Linked DNA regions of Sus scrofa: region 1 is linked to region 2. The links are chromatin contacts, called in public promoter capture Hi-C maps. All regions are on one chromosome and are shown on one strand. The core of a region is the stretch at or near the end of the contact, and the rest is flanking DNA. Distances in the headings are between cores, read along the strand shown.

Evidence for each region. Promoter capture Hi-C pulls out the DNA fragments that hold promoters and counts their contacts.
Region 1: a promoter capture Hi-C map of liver shows a contact between it and region 2, with 2.7 times the contacts expected there. The contact joins the promoter of TIMM9 here to the promoter of ARID4A in region 2. A contact is called at or near these places in 1 of 5 promoter capture datasets (liver) and 1 of 47 Hi-C or Micro-C datasets (heart right ventricle).

What each region holds. Positions count from the first base shown.
Region 1 is chr1:187,499,157-187,506,486 of Sscrofa11.1, forward strand. TIMM9 (mitochondrial import inner membrane translocase subunit Tim9) reads right to left here and starts at 5,296. Exons shown (of 6, transcript XR_002347100.1): 1 at 5,282-5,296; 2 at 4,879-5,066; 3 at 2,024-2,115. KIAA0586 (protein TALPID3) reads left to right here and starts at 5,538. Exons shown (of 33, transcript XM_021102647.1): 1 at 5,538-5,634; 2 at 6,104-6,393; 3 at 7,277-7,330. The coding sequence starts at 6,195.
Region 2 is chr1:187,379,234-187,386,724 of Sscrofa11.1, forward strand. ARID4A (AT-rich interaction domain 4A) reads left to right here and starts at 6,121. Exons shown (of 24, transcript NM_001244179.1): 1 at 6,121-6,301; 2 at 7,388-7,444. The coding sequence starts at 7,439. LOC102165044 (a long non-coding RNA gene) reads right to left here and starts at 5,783. Exons shown (of 4, transcript XR_301235.3): 1 at 5,555-5,783; 2 at 4,485-4,539; 3 at 2,825-2,912.

The DNA.
Region 1 (7,330 bases), core at 4,046-6,545, 120 kb after region 2:
AACATTCTTGAAATGACAAAATTACAGAAATGCAGAACTTATTACTGGCTGCCAAAGTCAAGGAAAGGGTGGGGGAGAAGGGAAGTAGGTGTTACTATAAAAAGGCAACATGAGACTTTGAAATGGATATGTTCTATATCTTGACTGTATCAATATCAGTATCCTGGCTATGATATTGTATTATGGTTTTGTAAGATGTTACCATTGTGGAAATCTAGGTAATGGCACAAGGGAACTCTTTTTTCTTACAACTGCATATAAAACTACAATAATCTCAAAAAGTTTGAGCTTGTCCAGCTTTTTAATCCCTGCCAAAGAATAAGATAGTGTGTAGTGTGGTAAATGTTAGCAAATGTTCAGAACTAGAGTTTTTTTGGCTTCTTACTCAGAAAACAGCCTGTAAAGATCTAAGAATGGTAAGATAACTTTGTGGAAATAGTTTTTAAATGAAACTTTTGTTTTGTGGGAACTCAAAAAAAATACCAGGGCAATAAAACAAGAATTAAAGGAACTTGGTTTATCAAGAGCCATCTAGATGTTGGGGTTCCTGTTGTGGCACAGTGGAAAGGAATCTTGACTAGTAACCATGAGGTTGTGGGTTCGATCCCTGACCTCACTCAGTGGGTTAAGGATCCGATGTTGCCATGAGCTGTGGTGTAGGTTGCAGATGTGGCTCGAATACAGCCAGCAGCTGCAGCTCCAATTTGACCCCTAGCCTGCGAACCTCCATGTGCCCTAAGTGCGGCCCCAAAAAGCAAAAAAGAAGAGGCATCTAGGTGAAGGTACAAAAGGTTAGCCAAAGACCCTGAGTCTTCTGAATTGCTAAGCTGTACTTGCTGTACAAGAGAACATGCAACAAACTGGATTTTTTACAAGTCTCACCAAAAAAGAAAGACCTAATTTCCTTTGGTACAAAACCTTAGAAATTTACATGTTTGATAGTTATAATGCCAAATTAGTTTCTTTTTCCTATTCCTATCCTGGTATTTCTTCAGGTTAAAATTCACATAAAGTAAGAATTCACAAATATGACTTTTTAAAGCAGAAGTCAGAGAGGCAGGAAGTATGAAATCTTTAAATGTTTAAGTTTCAGAGACTTGTAACACCGTGCTGACTCTAGGTCACTTCTCCCTTGGTATACAACTCAGAATGACCAAGGATAACTGTTAAGTCTTTGACAGGATATGGATGAAGAGCACCCCCAAATGTCTGAATGAATTTTCTTGGAACTCACTTTAAATACATAGTCCTTAACAACATATTTCCTCATGAAGTTTATCATAAGAGTAATATAATCTATTTCTTGAGAATTTGGAAAATAAAAAGAAGTAATTTTACTACTCAAAGTCCACTGTATTAACAGTATGATTTCCTTTTCTCTACAGTCATCATTCAGTTAGATTATTTTTTTCAAATATCTTCCCAGACCCCTAACTGAATTCAAGAGCTAGGAGTCAGCAGTTTTCTTAAGTCTGTCTATATCTCCAAAGCTCTTCTCATTAGCCACCAATATCAAGATCATGGTATACTTAATTGTAGGCAGTCATTCCTAGAAAATATTGAAGATGACTGGATAAGTGATTTTCAAATTTACTTGCTAGTTTGGGTCTTCTAAGTCTTCCAGCATTCTATTTTGCAGTTATTTAATCATTAGTTATGCTGACTAACAAACTACCGGATAGTAAGAACAGGAAGAAGCAATGTGACTGCCCTTTTATTTGATCCTAATTTCCACATATTACAAACAAATGTTTGTTATTACAGAGGCAAATATCCAATCGGGGGATACCTTCTGGTTATATTTCTGAAACCTGGAGAGGGAGGCATGAGATAGAGAGTTTTGGAATCTCTGTTTTGAGTCTTAAAAATGATTACAGCAATGCTAGGTAATTTTTGCATCAGACACAATCTTTCATAAAACCAGGGAACTTAAGAGTAAAGAGATAAACCAGCTGTAATGGAAAAAAATAAAAATCATCATAAAAAAAAGAGTAAGCAGAGATGTTAGTCATCAAACTCAAACCTTTTCTGATGCATGAGTTTCCTTTCTGTTCTGGAAAAGTAGTTGTCGAACCTTTGCTTCAGTGTTTTTTCCAGTGAGGCCCGATTTCTTACCTGAAAAATGTGGGGATTATAATATGACTGCTAAGACCCCTTAAAGTTTATTTGAGGAAATCTAAACCTCTGCTGGCCAAATCATGTTTTGAAAACCTCTTTTCAATAAGTGAAATTAGTTCCTTCAGTCTATTCTGAGGTTACAATTCTGTGGCATGTGTTGCTTATGTATTAAAAATACTTCATAACTTAATATCCTTATCTTTCTAGGTAATGTGCCTATGTTTTGGTGAACACTCAAGGACAAACAATTCTCAGAAATATCTGAGCATTAAAAAAATTTTAAACTAATCAGGATGTGATGGGGCGGGGGCGGGGGGGGGTGTCAGAGAATACCCTCCATTTTTTAGAATCATACAGATTTGTACCAGATCTGGAGCCAAATTTCTAATTCTGTTCAGATTTAGTTTTCAAGAATTGATTCTTCTGATGTCTTTGGCCACCAAAATTGATTCTGATTTTAGCATGACTAGTACTGGTAATTGGTAATCTTGTGATTCAGGCAAGGGTCATGAATGGATGATAAATCTACTGGGTCATAGGTTGTTGGGGAACAGGATATATCCATTGTCTCAAAGCACTGAACACAGGTTATTTATTGCAAAAAGATCTCTTTACATTGGGAAGATCTGTCAGTCACCACCTTAACCGAAGTGGTACCACCTATGTGGTATTCTTGCCAAAAATGTTTGATGTGACTCTGATCATGAGGGAATAATTAGGAACATCCACATTGTGGGGCAATTTGTACAATAACTAGACTGGTCTTTTCTAAAAACTGAAGTCATAAAGAAAACAGTGGAGTTCCCTTCATGGCTCAGAAGCTAACGAACCTGACTAGCATCCATGAGGATGCAGGTTTGATCCCTGGCCTCGCTCAGTGGGTTAAGGACCGGCATTGCCATGAGCTGTGGTGTAGGTCACAGATTCGGCTCAAATCCCGTGTGTTGCTGTGGCTGTGGCGTAGACCGGCAGCTGTAGCTCTGATTTGACCCCTAGCCTGGGAACCTCCATATGCCTTGGGTGTGGCCCTAAAAAGCCAGAAAAAAAAAAAAAAAAAAAAACAACAACCCAGATAAAGGCTATTCTAGATTACAAGACTAAAAATTATGATAACATAGTTGTTGAAGTTTGATTGGATTATGAATCAAAACATTTTTGAGTTAAAATTAAAGACATTTTTGGGATAAGTGAAGAAATATGAATATGTTATCTACTTAGGTGTGATAAGTCACACTGTGGCTATGTAATAGTATATACTTAAGGAGATACATGCTGAAGAAATTAGTGTTGAAGGTGATGTCTGCAACTTGTAAATGGTTCAGCAAAAAAACCTCCAACTGTTTGTCTATTTATGTATATATAGAGACATGAGAGTGGGAAAGAGAAAGCAAACAAGTAAAAATGTTAACAAAAGAGAGATGAAACAATCTTGTGAACCATGTTTTTTGTTCTAGGGCTATTTGTTCTTTGTTAGGTCAGATGTCTAAACTGATCTGAACTAATTTGTCAGATTGATGTAGAACATCGCATGTCCCTTTACTTTTTAATTATTTATGTATTTGTTTTTGGCCACATGAGCGGCATGTGGAAATTCCTGGGCCAGGGATCAAACCTGTGCCACAGAAGTGACTCATGACACAGCAGTGCATGTCCTTTTACTTTAGGTTATTTGCAGCAGGTTTAGGAAATTGTGCATGATTTAACTGGCAACCCTAATTCATCTTACTATTAATCAGAGCAAAAAAAATTTTTGAAGGATTACCACATACTACCCTCTGGTTTAAAGAATGGCTTCAAGGACAAAGGATGGGACTATGGGCACTGGACTAGATCCTCAAGGCCTAAAGGATGAGCCTATGAGCACTGGACTAGATGGGGGCAAGACTACTTGGGTTTAAACCCCTGCTCTTATATTAAGAGGTTTTAAGATCCAGATCAACTCATTTATTCAAGTCATCTTAATGAGTTTCTACACCTATGAGCACACTTTAGAGAAGGGAAAGATAACTTTATTTCACACCCAAGTTTCATCTAGAGAATAAGGGAGATAAATCATCTCCAAAGTCTCTTACAACTGACACTATCATTTTCCTTTTAATACATGTAAATTATAAAACAAGCTGTGAACAAATAGGTACCACCTGAAAGCCTGATAATGAAGGAAATGTAACTGAAATTAATTACAGAAACTCATTAAGATTTAAAGGGTTCTCCAAGGCTGAGCCCTTAAGGTCCCTTTTAATTCTAAGACTACTTTTTTCAAAGTAGGCAGCTGAGATCTAAGAATAAAATTTGTTACTTAACTTTTCATCAGATTACATTTTTTGATTAGTCTTTTAAAAAGCCTTTAGTAATGCATAAAAGGAAACGTTTAAGTAATGCATCCTCAAAAATTAGCAGATGAGATGAGGTGTGTTGGCCCTGGTATTCTGTCTAGAGAGAATTTTTTTTTCGGCTCAAGGTCACGGCTTACAGACTAATTCACTATCCCAAGACAAGACCACCCGACTCCCCAAACTCGGGTTGAAGGTGGCTCAGGGCCTTGAATTCCGACCCTAGCCCCAGTGACGCTGGATTTGGAGGCAGGTCCCACACCCGCTCAGGAGATGCACTGCCAGGCTCAGCAGCACCCCCCCTCCCCCAAGGTCCCAAGTACACGCGGCGGCCTCCTTCAGAGACCCTGTCGCCTTTCCGGAGCATAGCCTGCCGCCCCCCCGCCTGGGAACCCGGGACTCTGTGGGCAGAGAAAAGAGACCATACTTGAGCACAGGCTCTCGCACACGACACCAGAACGAGGCTGGGGGGTTGCGCTGCCAGTCGAGTCTGGGGGCGGAGGGTCGGGGTCAGGGCGGGCGCCGCAGCCGCTGGATGAAAGAGAACACGTGGGAATGGCGATGTCAAATAACTCTTATACCTTTCGTCGCTGATTCGTTATAATGCCGGAAACGCTAGAGGGAAAAGCCGATATCATAAGTGAATTTTAAAATCTCCTGAGAATTGATTTTTTTGATTGCTTAGACAAATTCTCAATTTCTGACTTTCTCGCCAATATTAACACGAATCTGTCGAAGTTCTTTATAAAACTAATTTACTTAATCCCGCTCTCTAACGGTCTCCTGGAGCTACACTGTAAACTGTCCCTAATAAACGAGAGTGATATTACTTAGCTAGGTCCGGAGCTCTGCGGGTTTCGGATGACTCTTTCTCTTGGGTGTTATTCAGTGTTTAAGTCTTGTGGGGCGGTGTGCTGCTTTTAATAAAACAAAACAAATTCATACCCGCTTTAAGCCTTTTATGTTGGGAGTTTGTTTCCACCCGGAGAGGGACGGATGAGCACCGGAGCGCGTTTAGCCTTTTGGTTGGATGTTTTGGACGGTTTTTTTAAAGGCGCGCAGGCGTGTTGTGTCTCAAGGGCGGGTTTAAAGGGAGGTGGGTGTTGACCCGCGGGCAACTGCAGCTCTCGTCAGAATGGACCTGTGGCCCCGCAGTTGCTGAGCGTTCGGGAGACGCAGAGGGGTGAATTTAGGTGTCTGTTGGTTGCTTCTGGAGGGGTGTGTAAGACTCTTTTGCTGAAGAAAGCTATTAAGCTTCTTATGTGGGTTATTTTGGAAAAAATAGCATTTCAGTTTTACCTGCTTGACTCCCACTTATCACATTTTAACTCCGCCTACACGTCTCTCGGTTTGCACCTTTGGGAGTGGTCTGTGTTGTTCTTATTGCTTATGCGGCCATTCTCTTGTCATCCTCACTTAGATTCATTTGGCATGGTGCATTGATAGACTGAGTGCGATTAATGGGTAAATATGTTCTAGTCATCTCTAATCCAGGATTAAATACCAAATTGAAATTTCTAGCTTTGTAGATTGTCTGTTTAGACATTGTTTTGTTTAAAAGTTGATGATTGCATGTTTCAAAATCCCTTGAAATTCACATTTTTCATCCTATTCTCTCCCTCATTTCTTCTCCCCTACCCTTGACCCCCAAGCCCTGAAAGCAGTGAAAAGTTTGTTCTGAAGTTTTATGGACCCAGAAGAAAATCTGTTCGGAACTGTGAAACTAGTTTTGTAACAAGTAACATGAAAGGCTCTGAGTTTAGCCTGGAAAAGAAAAAAAAGGTGAAAATACCAGCGAGGAGACTTCGTGAGGTAGTTTCTTCAAGTCAAGGAGATAATTTGGCTTTGCTGAAAGATAAGTTGTCCTGTGTTCCTCCAGTATTATCTGCAAATAAATGTCTTCCTGTTAGAACAGGGAAGAGCTCGAATGGAACCTTACCTGGTATGTGATTCTAAATAGTTTTCAACTTTTGTATCTCTTTAGTCTTTATTTTCATTTCGTTGTTTTGTATTTCAAAATTCAGAGGGTTTTTAATGTTTAAATTCTTAAACATAAGATCGGTCTAGTTTGTACAGTGGTTTGAAAAGTGACCCCTTTCCCTGGGAAAATGACAGGCACAGACAGTCTACCTAGAATAATATTGAATAGACGGGATGAATAAAACATTTTGTATTTTTTCTCCACTTTTTTTTTGCACACTGTTCTTGTTCACATCTGTGGTGAACACACTTAGAGTGATGTGCTTACTTTTCACCAATAGGGCTTACTTTTTCCCTTCTGTTTGGATCATGATATCAAGTTTAGCAGAGCAGAAAAGCACAATTTCTGCTTTTTGATGGCTTCCATGTTCCAATTCACTTAACTTGTCTGGAGCTTGCTGAAGGTGAAGATATCTTTTGCTTTACTGGTAATCAAATCAATGTATGTGCAAAACCAAAAAATAAAAATGCAGCTTTTATAATGCTGCTTTTTGGAGGTACAGCATGACATAAGCCTGCCGTTAAATCAGACTTTTATATTATGTGCATGTTTTATTCCTGGCAAATGATTGTACCCATAGTTTGTCCAAATCCAATAGTGTAATGATCTATCTTATACCATTTTATACTTATCTCACTTGTCAGTTCTGCCCTATTTTCCAGAATATTGATGTAAAAACAAACCTTAAAGATATATTAATGTACATTTTAAGATTTTTGCATGAAAAATGGCTTCTAGTTTAAGTCTTGCATGAAGTTTATAGTTCTTGAATCATGCCTGTACAGCTTCTAACAGTAATATTCTGATTTAAAAATCACTAAAATTGATTCCTTTATTTTATTAGGTTCATCAGACTTAACTTCTGTCAGAAATTGTCAGCAGCCTCCATTAGAAAATT
Region 2 (7,491 bases), core at 4,871-7,370:
AAGTAGGAAGTAAGTTGAGAGAGATTGATACAACATTCAGGAAGGTCCTGAATGGGAGGCAGAGTCTAGATGCTTTGTTTCTGTATGTAAATACAATAACAAATTTCTTTAAAACTCTCTTGGGATGACAGACATTTTGGAATAGCACTATACACACTAAGTTCGAGCATAATTCTAAGTACTTTACATATATTAACTCACTTAAAACTAATCCTAACTAGGTCAGCTCTATTGCTATCCTTAGTTTACAGATGAGGCAGGTACTAGAGACTAACACAGTGCTGGAGATTATACTTCAACAAACTCATAGGAAAAGATTTGTGGTTACCATAGGTGGGGAATAGGAGGGGGAATTAGATGAGGCACAAACTTTCAATTTTAAGATAAGTAGTAGGGATATAATGTACATGTTAAATAAAACTAACACCACTGTAAGTTATATATGAAAGCTGAGTAAAGAGTAAATCTTAAGAATTCAAAAGAGTAAATCTTAAGAATTCTTATCACAAGGAAAAATATTTTCTATCTGTATAAGATGATGAATATTCACTAAACTTACTGTGGTCATCATTTCATGATTTAAGTCATCTTTATGCTGTACACAACTTACACAGTGCTATACGTTAATTATATCTCAAAACTGGAAGAAGGAAAAAAAGAAAGAAAAACTAACCTTTCTTTAAATTAGTTTGAGAATCATCTGGTTTTCCTGCACTTATTTTACTTATTAATTTAGGTTAACTTTTCAAGTTGTACTTTCAAAACCAGAAATAAGAAAGCCCTAATAAAAGCACCAAAAAGTCTAATGGAAGAATGGAATTAAAAGTCAGAATGTAGAAAATAGTGTAATACATTTTGTATCTATTCAAAAACCCTCAGCAAAAATAATGAAAATCGAACAGGAAGTCTTTATGGAAAATATCTACAGAAAATTACTACTAACAAACTCAAGAGAATTTAAGAATAAAATATCAAAACTCTTAACACATAAATGGAGAGAAGTCTTGAATAGACAACTTGTCTACAAATAAGAATCAGAAAGTGAAATTATGGAAAGACAGCCCGCTTCACAGTTAACAACAAAAATGCTACAAAGAGAAAGAAAATTCAACATATTTTAACTTAGCAAATGATTATAGTTACAGACTACTTGATGCTGGTAGCTAAATTCACAGGAAAGGTGACAGGGTAAATTATATCTTTTGGAAAACAACATGGCAATGTTTTAAGAGTCATAAAAATGTTCATACAATGACCCCCTTTTTTTTTTCTTTCCTTTTTTTGTCTTTTTAGGCAAAAAAGTTCCTGGCTAATGGAGTTCCCAGGCTATGGGTCAAATAGGAGCTGTAGCTGCTGGCCTACACCACAACCAAAGCAACACCAGATACTAGCCACATCCGTGACCTACACCACAGGTTACAGCAATGCCAGACTCTTAATCCACTGAACTGAGGATAGGGATTGAACCTGCATCCTCTTGGATTCTAGTCAGATTCATTTCTGCTGAACCATGATGGGAACTCCCCATATGGTGACCTTTTAAATCAATCCTACAAGAACAGTGCAAAAAACAGAAAATACTGTATGAACATAGATGATAACTACAGTATTTAAGAGCTAGAAACCTAAATGGTCGAGGAATAGAAATATGAGGTTAAAGATAAAACACTTTGATGGAATGTTTTCAGACATTAACATCATTGTGAAGACCATGCAGGACAATGAATGCCTATTACTATGTTACGGAACAAAGAAAATAAAAACTTCCCTAAGTCTAAAGACAGAATATATATACAGACAGGAAGAAGGCCATTTAAAAAATCTAATGATAGGGTGGGATTAGAAGTGAATGGTGAAGTCCACTTTGATCTGTAAAGTTTGAAAATAATACAAAACAAAATACAATCTTTGTTTTCTGCCACATCCCAGCTTTTAAGGCCTTTTAGATGTTCCTAAATCTATAAAGGACTAGCACCCCATACAATTCTGATATGCAGCTAATTCTAGAAACCTTGACCAACTGGCTTCACAGTTTTCCCAATGTAATTTTTAATCAGTCATCCTCTCCAAATTGGTTTACTCACTGTCCCAAACATAGCTTTTCTTACGTAACTGCATCCTTGCTCACAATCTCCATTCACTTAGAATGACTTCCCTTCTTCTAATTTTACATACTACATACCACTAACCTTGAAAAGCCTTCAATGATGGCTCAACAAATGATGGCTTTTTGTTGGTACTACAACACAATTTGTGTTTTTAAAAACAATTAGAGCTAACTGTGTACTGATCTTTTGACAAATCAATTTTTGTAGGGAGCCATGATTTAACTTTAAAAAGTTCAATTAATCTAAACTGACCAAACCTTTCGAAGTAACTATATTAACTTCCACATATTTAATTACGGTCTTCCCTTTACTGATAGTAAGCTCCTGGAGCACAGGTCCTTGCCAGGAAGGAATGCTACAAAGTAACCTAGATGACTTGAATCCAAATTCTAACATATGCTCTTGTTTGCATCATATATGAAAGAAACTCAGTGTCTATGAATGGTCATAAAATACGCACTGATATCTAGGGCACAAGACAATGTAGAAATAGCAAAGGGTGCTAATAAGCAAATCATTTAACTTTCCAAAAAAATTTAACAAAATCATTAGGAAAGCAGCTACATTCAACAAAACAATGTTCCACTTTTCAACATACAGACATTTACAGAAATAACTTCACAGTGGAACAAATCCTATCATTTTTCAAAAGCAAACATATAATAGTAACATGGCCAATCTTGATTACTAATGAATAGTTAAGTAAAACTGCATACCAGAAATAGAATTTTCAACAGATAGCTGATCCAGGTCTTTTAAAATCTGGAACACTTTCCTTCATGTTTCCTCGAAATAAGGCTTACTCTAGAAGACAAAGACTTTTCTTACTTTTGAGTTTTTTACATAACCCACACACTCAGAACAGACTGTTTTGCTTCACTTCTTTTTTTTTCTTTTTAGGGCTGCATTTGCAGCATATAGAAGTTCCCAGGCTAGGGGTCGAATCCAAGTTGCAGCTGCTGGCCTACACCACAGCAACAGCAATGGTGGATCTGAACCTTGTCTGTGACCTACACCATAGCTCATGGCAACACCAGATCCTTAACCCACTAAGCAAGGCCAGGGACTGAACCCGCATCCTCATGGATAGTAGTCAGGTGTGTTTCCACTGCACCACAACAAGAACTCCTGTTTTGCTTCACCTCTGAACATTTTTCCTGATGAAATCTCTAGATGACAAGTATTTTACCTTGAGTTTAAAAAAACAAAACCATGAAAGTGTTTACAGTGATGCTGGGTGATTAAAAATCTAGAACTAGGAACCACAAATGGGTAAAAAAAACTCAGAGATGTTCTAATTTTGAGATTTGTCTAAAATATCATGTCAGGAAGCTAACTGCCTCATTTGAACCCTTTACCGAATAAATAAAACATTCTTCTTTCAAAACAGCTTTCTTCATAAAAACATTCACTAAAAATTTTAATATTGTACAATCACTATTCTACTAGTTTGGGCTCAAACACATTACAAAGCACAATTCTATTAAAATTAATTCTCTTTCATTTATTCCTAAGACATGATCTTTTTTTTTTTTTTTAATTCATGGCTGCACCCACAGCATATGGAACGGAGAGTTCGTGGTTAACGAATCCGACTAGGAACCATGAGGTTGCGGGTTCGGTCCCTGCCCTTGCTCAGTGGGTTAACGATCCGGCATTGCCGCGAGCTGTGGTGTAGGATGCAGACGCCGCTCGGATCCAGCGTTGCTGTGGCTCTGGCGTAGGATGGGGGCTACAGTTCCAATTTGACCCCTAGCCTGGGAACCTCCATATGCCACGGGAGCGGCCCAAAGAAATAGCAAAAAGACAAAAAAAAAAAAAAAAAAAGATAAACATACAGTATACACCTTTTGGTGGCAGCAATACAAGAAATTTTTTTTTTCTTCTTTTGGCTTTTTGGGAATTTCCAAATGCCCAGTAACATGTGTTATTTGGATCAGATAATAACAGTCTTAAGTTAGGTAGTGGAATTATAGGTGATTACCCCCAGGGGAAGTTGAGCAGTTTTATATGTTTTATAATTTCTTTACCAAAAAAAAAAAAAAAATCACTTCTCAACTCTTACTGAAATATCTTTTCTATATGCCAAAATTTTAAATATGGAGGAAAAAAATCATGAAAATGTTCACACTGTTTCTTGATAAAAATATGAAGCACTTAAAAAATCCAGAAATGGGAAAGGCATAATTGAGTAAACAGACTCATAAGTATGTCCTAATCTGGGGACTTCATTCTAAAGTATCACATCAGGAAGCTAGTTATACAGACTTATTTGAACCTTTGACCAAACAAACACTTTTCAACTACCATTTTTTCATTTTGCTATTTATGGTTCTACTTACTGGTCCACAGAAAAACTTTTTCAGGCAGGCTCACCTCAGTAATACTTTCGGGTATTTGTCACTGAACTGTCCTGTTTTCTTCTGACCAACTGCCAAAAAAAAAATCTCAATAAATTATTAAATCATTCAATCATTTTCTAGTCTGGAGCCCCATGAATAAGAGGGTTCAAATCAAGAATATTATGAAGATAATTTTATGCAGTTATTTAGATCAGTGTGACAAGGTCATTCGATAGAAAAACTAACATGCATTTATTTTAACTAAGAAATTACTTTTCTAGTAATTCTAAGAAAAGGCACTATTGTGAATGAAAAATTGACTCAATTAAGATATTCTCCTAACGAGTAAATGTAGTCAATGTGGACTACCATTGATTTTTACATATTTAATTATTTCATTCTTTAACTCAACTTGCTAATTAATACTTTATTTCCACAATTTCAAATGTAATTTTGTTCTATTGAAAACAACACAAGATCACAACAAGCTCAACGGCTGCCTTGAACAAAGTCCTACCGGGGAGGACCTTTCCTCTAAGGAGTGATGATAAGGGTTAGGTCAGGAGTTTTCAGTCCCTGTATTTCCTCCCCCAAAGTAGTATAAGGCTCCAGAAGGGTGGCACAGCTGCACGTCTAAAGTAGCAGGGCTGCTGCCAAGAGAATTCCTCAGCGCCCCAAACCCAGTTTCCTTATTGCCTCATCGCGGGAGGAGCACGCGGAAACACCTCTCCCCAGGTAGGGAGGGTCTAAGAACCTTACCTTCCCCGTCTTCCTGAAAAAGGAGCCTATAACTGGTGACACTCGATCACAGAGTATGACAAGCTGCCGAAACCCACTTCCAAAGAAGGGAAGTACTGCTCCCAGAGAAGAGGAGCCCAAAGGATCGGCCAGGAAAAAAAGACCAGCTCGTCTCCTCCGCCTCTTTCTCTTTGGCAGCGGGAGAGGAAGCCTCGCCCCCTCTCAACCCGCCTCCCGGCTCCCCTCCCCGCCGCAGGGAGAACATACCCGGCCATGGCTGCCGCGCGGCCCCCTCACTTCCGGTGCCGGTGCCTCCAATGCTGCGCCATCCCCCAGCCCACCGGACAACCACAGCTTCGAACTGACCTTTCCGGCAGATCGCGACTCTTCCAACGTTCACTAGGTTTTGTCCTGGAGAGAACGGTGGATGGGTGCCGCAGAAAAACGAATCTACAGACTAAAGAATCCGCTCTCGTCTGGCCAGAAACATAAAAAGCGATAGAGCTGCAGCCACCGCTGCCCAGACAAAATGGCGCCGACAAGCTGGTTCGGCGCAGGCGTCTTGGAAAGACCTGCCCCGCCCCCGTGCAAGTCCTGGGCGCAGCGCCGGGTTCGGTTTCCATGGGACACCCCACCGCCAATCCTCGTGCCGAACTGCTCTTCCTGACCCCCCCAATTGACCAATCAGTGCTCAGTCAAGCACATCCGGAGTCCTCTTTACCAATCATTTCTCAGGATTTACTAACTCAATACCTGATTCTCCAGTAACGTTAGTCTTCGGAGACAGCCAATCATAAGTGGAAGATGTCCTACCTGCTATTTTTCGCACCAATCCGGGAAGTTTCAGAGCTACATCCAATGAGGACGGCAGGTAGCGAGCTCCAATCCGAAACTCTTCGGCGTCATGAGCAGCCAATAGGAGTTCGTGTAGAAGCGAGACTGCTCAACAGCTTGTTATTTGGTGGATTGTGGCAGTAAATCGGGCGAGTAGGGAACCGGGCGCAGGAACTGCCGCGGCGGCCGAGAGTGGTGCTGCCCGGACGGGGGCCCACGGGGGTCAGTGGGGCGGAGGACTCGGGAGCTGACAGCGCCCACTTCACCCTCAGTTGGTAGGTGGGGAGAAGGGAAGCGGGCGATACTGAATGGACGAAGCGGTACTAGCAGCTGGTGCTGCTGCCCGGGGTCCCGGTACAGTTGGAAGCTTTGGAGGTGGGGAGGGGGATGCTTGGCAAGCGGGGCGACAAGCGCAGGAGAAGGGGCAGTTCGTGGAGCAGCGGCAGCAACTGCAGGAACAGCCGCTGCAGCTGCCTCCCCGGCCGCTTCCCCGGGTTCCCCGGGAAAATGGCTGTGGGGCTGGCCGCGCCGCTAAGTTTGCTTCCGCGCGGCGAGAAGCTGGCTGCTTGGGGGAGCCGGCCTCTAACTCCGCGGCGCGTCCTCCCCCCTGGAGTCCGTGGCAGGACCCGAGGGGCTGGGGGCTGGTACCGCTCTGGGCTGTACAAAAAGTTGAGGCGGGCGCGGGGAGGAGGCGGCGGCTGCTGCCGTTCGGCTCCCCTCCCCTCCCACACCCTGTCCGGGCCACCTCCCCTCCTCCTCTCCGCCCCCCCAGCCCCCTCCCCCTCGCGGGTCTTCCCTTCCTCGCGCGCCTCCAAGCTGAAGGCCGCGGCCCCTGCCCCTTGGGGTGAAGAAGCGCTTCTCCTTCCTGACATGGTGCAGAGCGGAGGAAGGAGAGCAATGGCGCCGTGACACTCCGCTGCCGCCACCGCGGGCCCGGGGCGGGCCGAGGGGGCCGAGCTGCGGAGGCGGGGCGCGGGCCGAAGTCGGGGTATCCGGGGGCGGCCGGGAGGAGGCTCGGCGACCGCGCCTGCAGGGGACCTGGGGAAGCCCCAACGGCGCCCTGCCCTTCTCCGGAGCGTGCCGTCCTGGGGCTCTGAGTTGAGCATTCCGGGTCAAAGTGGCGAGCGAGGCGGGGGCGCGGTGGGCCGCTGGCGAACTCTGAGGCGGAACCGCTGCCCTTTGGCGCCCGTGGGGTTCTCGCCGCCCCTCCGGCTCCTGCGTCCTGGCTGCCCTCGGAGGGGCTCTTTCGCCCTCCCTGGTGAGGGTTCTGCCCCTCCCCGCAGGCGTTTGTTTACTTTCTTTCCCCGAGTCGCTCCCCTCTGTTGACTGATTCTGTGCTCGTCTTTCCCCTCCCCTTGGTTCCAGCGGTAGAGAAGATAGCTCGTTGAGCTGGAACCCCACAGATCACCAGTAAAAATGAAGGTAAGTGGAGTCGACGCTGCTCGGAACCTCGTGCCCTGGACACTGCC